Linked DNA regions of Oncorhynchus kisutch: region 1 is linked to region 2. A link is a contact called in public Hi-C data. All regions are on one chromosome and are shown on one strand. Each heading gives the region's core, a stretch centred on a gene start, on an enhancer-like site or on the middle of the called end of the contact. The rest is flanking DNA. Distances are from core to core; before and after follow the strand shown.

Region 1 (3,068 bases), core at 34-2,533, 280 kb before region 2:
AATTTGGTCATATATATTGAAAATGTAGTATCAGTAGACAAAACATGAACCTGAACTAATAAGTTACTGTTCTCTCTTTTCAGCTATGTGACAGCCTCAAAAATGATACTCCTGTGTAAGGGTCTGCAGCGAATCACAGCCAGCCGCCAGAGAGAAGCAAATGTAACCACAGGACATGTGACAGAGTTGATGGACACCCTATGTTCATAAATGGACAGAATGGAATATAATCACGTGCTATCAGAAACTGCTGCACTTGACCTCAGGTTTAAGAAGTTAGCCTTCAGTGATGCCAGAGGGATTGATGAGGCTCTTCTAAGAATAACCTCAACTGCAGGGAGGAACAGCCCCAGCAGTCAGCTGGCTCAGGCACCAGGGCAACAGGAAGAAGAGGGATCAGATGGAGCAGAAGCACCAGCAGTAGTGCCACAAACAACTGTTGTTTGAATGCTGTTTGACAAGAAAGCAACTGGGGATGCAGCACGAAGGAATCCCTCAGCAGATGCCATAAGGGAGGCCAAATCCTATTTGGAGGAGCAACTCCTCCAAAGATCTGCAGATCCTCTGAGCTGGTGGAAGAACAAGGCCTCTGTCTACCCACGGCTTACTAAAGTCTTGACAGGGAGACTCTGCATAGTGGCCACATCCGTTCCCTGTGAGAGGGTCTTCTTGAAAACGGGACAAATAATTACTGAGAGAAGAAACTGCATCAGCCCCTCGAAAGTGAGGCAGCTTGCATTTCTGAATGCAAATCTCTCATAAAAGCAGCATTGGTCAGCAGTGCTGTGTGCTGCTGGTTATAACATGGCAATAAAGAAGAGAGAGAAAAGAGGGACCAGTTTAATGTTTTAAGTGGGATGCTGCAGTTTTGCAAATTGTTATTTATTTGTCTTTGATATAGTGCAATATTCTATTATGCTCTTCAGATTGTATTCGTTTTGAACGGTTAGATTTATATGCACTTTGTTTATATACATTACAAGTTATACTTTAAATGCAAATGTTTAATAGCATTATTTTTCATAACAAACTAATGCATTTTTAAATACATTGTGAGTTAATGTAGAGTATGATTTGATTTAATAATTTAATTAGAATAGTTTTAACACCAATCATAATCAAACTATCGCAACTGTTTGACTTAAATACAAAACATTTTTTTTGTTAAAGAGCCGTTTTGGAGCTAAAAGAGCTTACTGAAAAGAACCGGAATGCCCATCACTAAACCCGGTACAGTAGGTGGCGGCAATTCACCAAAATATGTAGTCTGCCAGAAATCCTTGAATAAGAAGAAGAAGAAGCAGAAGAAGAAGAAGTTCAGTGCACAGAAGCTTCTACAGTAAATTGCTTACGTTGTACATTGATAAATAAGAAGACATGCTTTCCGTCCTCACATTGCTATTGATCTTATTCAGTCTAAATGAGGCCAAACAGAAAGATTTGTACACTTTCAAAGTTGTTAATAGCAGAGGGAGATTAGTCTCTTTGGAAAAATACAGGGGTTCGGTAAGTTTGAAACTCGAGCCGACCAACTTTTGCACGGTAGCCTATGCAAAAGTGCCATTTGTTTACCGGTGAATGCATGCTGCGGATTTTCCTTTCACAAGGCATGTATGATCTATGCACGTTTTATAACAATAGCATCTTACTCTTATGAATAAAATGCTAAGTTTAAGACCAAATTCTTTGTGTCTATCATCTGTATACGTGGCAACTGCTGCTGGACTCCAACGTTGCTTAGAATACTACATTGATTTATAGGCCAATAGCTAGCCTTAGTTTGATCCAACTGTTATGTCTGGTTGTGTATTACTGACTATAATGTAACCTGCATGCAGTTATTTCATAAACCCTATAATCCCTTCTGTAGTCAGTGATAATTTAATATTTTTAAAACATAAAGGTGGGCCATTTAATACATATTTAAAACTTCACAGGACACATTTTATAGACCGTCTGCATGCTGCATAATCTGAACAGAATTTAAAGTGATACAGTAGAAAGGCGTTCCCAAATCTGCCCATTTTCTATCCTTATCACGTGTAGTTCCGTCGTATTGACACTAGAGGACAGCAATACCATATGAGCACTACAGGTAAAACCTTTTTTCTCTCGCAGTGTTTACCTCCGAGCTCCATTTATTTAAAGGCCGGGTGCACAGCCAGGGATACTGATGCAAACACTTTTTGACCTAAGAAGTCCAAGTAACCTATTAATAAACGAAAACACAATGCACAATTAAAAGTGAAAGTCTGCTAAATGGAGCATTCATGAGGGATTTATTGCGAAACATTTATTTATTTATCCTTTTAGAGTTTATTATTGTGCAGTATTATTCTAGCGCTTTGTACAATTTTACAAAAGGGATTTATAAAATCATAGAAGCTCAATTAAAAAAGAAATAATGAAACAGTCCTGTGTAGCTCAGTTGGTAGAGCATGCAATGCCAGAGTTGTGGGTTTGATTCCCATGGGGGACCAGTATGAAAATGTATGCACTGACGTAGTAAGTAGTTCTGGAGTAGTGTAAAATGTCAAACTTTGGAAATGGAATAGCAACTTTTCATTTTGATGGATACAATTATAGACCTTGAAGAGGAAGGGAGATGTATAGAAAAATACAGAAATATAAAGTTGGCCATAAACATGCCTCACAAAACACTTTTTTTGCTGCCGTCTCCGATGAGTCACACATTCACATAAGAGAACATAGGACAGGGCACAGACATTACTTCAACATCTATTCCACGTTGGTTCAACATAACTTAAATGAAATGAGATGGAAACAGCATTGATTAAACCAGTGTGTGCCCAGTGGGAAGTAATGGCTCAAACATTCACCTCAAGGATGTTTGGAATGTGTTTGTGCAATTCTATAATTCCAGTGTTCAAGTGATTCATTGGAGAATTTTTTGGGGCATAAAAGTAGTGCACTGGGCCTTTACTAGTCCTGCATTAGAGGACCCATCTGTAGTGCAGGCAAAAAAAACATGTGTCATAGCAAATCACATGTAATATATCTTATATTTGATCAAAAAGTCACTGCATCTGTTCAATACTAAAACCAAG
Region 2 (3,099 bases), core at 50-2,549:
CAGCTCACAAGTCCTCAACTGGCAGCTTCATTAAATAGTACCCGCAAAACACCAGTCTCAACGTCAACAGTGAAGAGGCGACTGAGATGCTGGCCTTCTAGGCAGTGTTCCTCTCAGAGCAGTGTCTGTGTTCTTTTGCCCATCTTAATCCTTTCTTCTTATTGGCCAGTCTGAGATATGGCTTTTTCATTGCAACTCTGCCTAGAAGGCCAGCATCCCGGAGTCGCCAGATGGTTTTTGGGGGTCAAATTTAAAGAGATCCTTTAGCACTTCAGACTCAGTTGACTGCCTATAGGGAGAAATGTTGTAGCGGGGCAGGGGAAAAAGACATCGGGGTTAGTCGCATTAGAAGGGGTGGAAGATTAGGAAATGTTGGAAGGGCAATGAGGCATGGCTGAATCAAATAGGAATCCTGTGGGAATAAACTAAAGAACTCTATATATTTCTGCAGAGCACCTTTTTTCTAAGAGTGTTGGGATCGAGAGGCTATGTGAGAGGACGTGGGGGCAGGGGTGTTAGCAAATGACTGCTGTTTATGCACAGGCCAGGCCGGGTCGACCCGTTTGTAATCTGCAGAATGGAGGCAAACATAACAGCAGAAAATCGCATCAGTCTAATGGGGGCTATGAACAGTCACACTCTTAGGGCAGGGAGCTAGGGTGAGGGATGGATCCAGGGAGGCGAAATTGATGGATGCATTGGCTGCTGCTGGGGGCAGGTGGGATTTAAGGCAGAGCGTCAAACTCAAGCTGGCTTGATTACTCTCTCGCCCAACAGAAATGATAGGCTAACAGTTTTCCACGCCGAGGTAAGCCAGACAATGTTTTGCTACTGCCGACTGCTTACTGCTGCGAGTGATAGTCTGTTGTTTTAGATAGGGGGAGCACAGCAGCACAGCATTGAGCGAACGCTTGCTGTGGCCAAACCAAACTATTCAACGATCAAGCGTATGCTGCCCTCTGCTGGTATAGTATAAATATTGTACTAAAACTGAACTTTTGTCTATTTTCGTTTCAGAAAATAGTCATAAAAAACATTTGCTTGAACCCTTTCTATTTGTCACATTGTGGTCAGGCAAAGATCTACAATAACCCCGAATTTTAAAAATAAAAACATATTATTATGAGGAAAACATCACCTTGAGTAGCAAACATGTACACTATTTATCATTATGTTGTGTGTGAGATTAATCATGTATACGAAACTTACTTTGTCTGTACAGTAAATGTAAACAGAGGTCTGCAGTGCGCCATAGGAAACAAACTATAGTGGGTAATGTTCCCCCGCTGACGTACCACAAGGTGTCAATATCCTGTAAAACACTTCCTCCTTCCGCTGTTACAAATTCTTGTCAATGTATTTCTGTCTGTCTCTATTGTCATCCTACTAGGCAGCAAGAGGGGAAGCTTTAGAAGAAGGACGTATCTACTGGGCAGTCGGGAGAGCTAACTCATTCATTGATTGATTACGCTTGTAATCAAGGAAATTATACAGCACTTAGCACTGCAAGTTCTCTCTATCCGATCCTTCCCTTTCTGTGAGAATAGGAAATTATTTTACTAGTAGACATGGCGAATTTGCTCACCATGCAGTTTTGTGCCACACTCAGAAAACCTGGGAATCTGAAGCCTCTGAGAAGCACGTCTACAGCACTGACAAACAAACGAAGCTACAGCAGCGAAGATAGAGAGTACCTGCATAAAAGCATCGTGCCTACAATGCACTACCAGAAGAGTTTACCCAGGTATGTAAACAAATGTGAATTTCATTTATAGCATGTTTTGGTTATTTAGTTACTTCATAACTCCTCCTAATGCCTTGTCAATCGTTGTTAGTATCACACCTTAGACAATAATATATTTTCCCTGAAATATATCAAGTTTGCTAAAAACCAGTTCTAAATCTGTAAGTAGGTGACTGTTCATGGCACGAAAGGGAATGTAGGTGAAAGTGCATATAGATCCGAATGAGATACAGGATAGCCACTGGAGGGAGCTGTTTGTAAATATGTACCATGCACTGCCGTAGTTACGCATTTATTTCAGATACAATAACAATGCAAAATTCTACAGGCTACCAGTTCCAAAACTGGAGGATACAATCAAAAGGTATCTGGCTGCTCAGCGGCCTCTTCTAGATGACGACCAGTTCAGGTAAGCACCAGTCACCTTCCAGTTACTCACACTTAACACTTGAGGTGGTGCCTTGTAAATGATTTGTCACCCACACATTCAATATGTTTTCAGTACCACAGAGAAACTGGCCCGTGACTTTGAGAATGGAGTGGGGAAACAAATTCATGAGGAGCTGGTAGCGCAAGACAAGCAGAACAAGCACACCAGTTACATATCGGGTATGATTTTCCCATTTTAACAGAAACCTCACAATATTAACCTATGTAACTTTGAAATAACCATTGTTCGTACATAGAACCCTGTATTTTCTAATCAAATTGTATTTGTCACATGCGCCAAAATACCAGTTGTGTAAACTACTGAAGTAAAAATACTTTCAAGTACTACTTAAGTCGTTTTTGGAGGGTATCTGCTATTTATATTTTTGATAACTTTTACTTCACACCATTCCTAAAGAAAATAATGTACTTTTTACTCCATGTATTTTCCCTGACACCCTAAAGTACTCTACGGGAAAATTGTCAAATTCACGCCCTTATCAAGAGAACATCCCTGGTCTACCCTACTGCCTCTGATCTGGCAGACTCACTAAACATAAATGCTTTATTTGTAAATTGTGTGTTTCTGTGCCCCTGGATATCCATTTTTTTTAAATATAATTAAACTGTGCCGTCTGGTTTGCTTAATATAAGTAATTTGAAATTATTTATACTTTTACTTTTGATACATAAGTATATTTTTGCAATTACATTTACATTCGAGACTTAAGTATATTTAGACTTACTCAAGTAGTATTTTACTGGGTGACTTTTACTTGAGTCATTTTCTATTAAGATATCTTTACTTTTACTCAAGTATGACAATTGGGTACTTTTTTTCACCGCTGCCAAACACAACAGTTGTAGACCTTACCTTGAATTGCTTACTTACAAGCCCTTAACCAACAATTCAGTTAAGAAAAATA

Evidence for each region. Hi-C and Micro-C count contacts between places; a contact is called where the count stands out from the background.
Region 1: a Hi-C map of liver shows a contact between it and region 2, with 6 times the contacts expected there. The contact joins the promoter of gpx7 here to the promoter of cpt2 in region 2. A contact is called at or near these places in 2 of 2 Hi-C or Micro-C datasets (liver and muscle).

The regions. Positions count from the first base shown.
Region 1 is chrLG13:16,689,916-16,692,983 of Okis_V2, reverse strand. gpx7 (glutathione peroxidase 7) reads left to right here and starts at 1,283. Exons shown (of 3, transcript XM_020497617.2): 1 at 1,283-1,506. The coding sequence starts at 1,378.
Region 2 is chrLG13:16,409,463-16,412,561 of Okis_V2, reverse strand. cpt2 (carnitine palmitoyltransferase 2) reads left to right here and starts at 1,299. Exons shown (of 9, transcript XM_031785693.1): 1 at 1,299-1,505; 2 at 1,610-1,744; 3 at 2,073-2,153; 4 at 2,247-2,353. The coding sequence starts at 1,719. It overlaps LOC109902810 (non-specific lipid-transfer protein-like), which reads right to left and starts at 1,301. Exons shown (of 5, transcript XM_020499462.2): 1 at 1,210-1,301. The coding sequence starts at 1,253.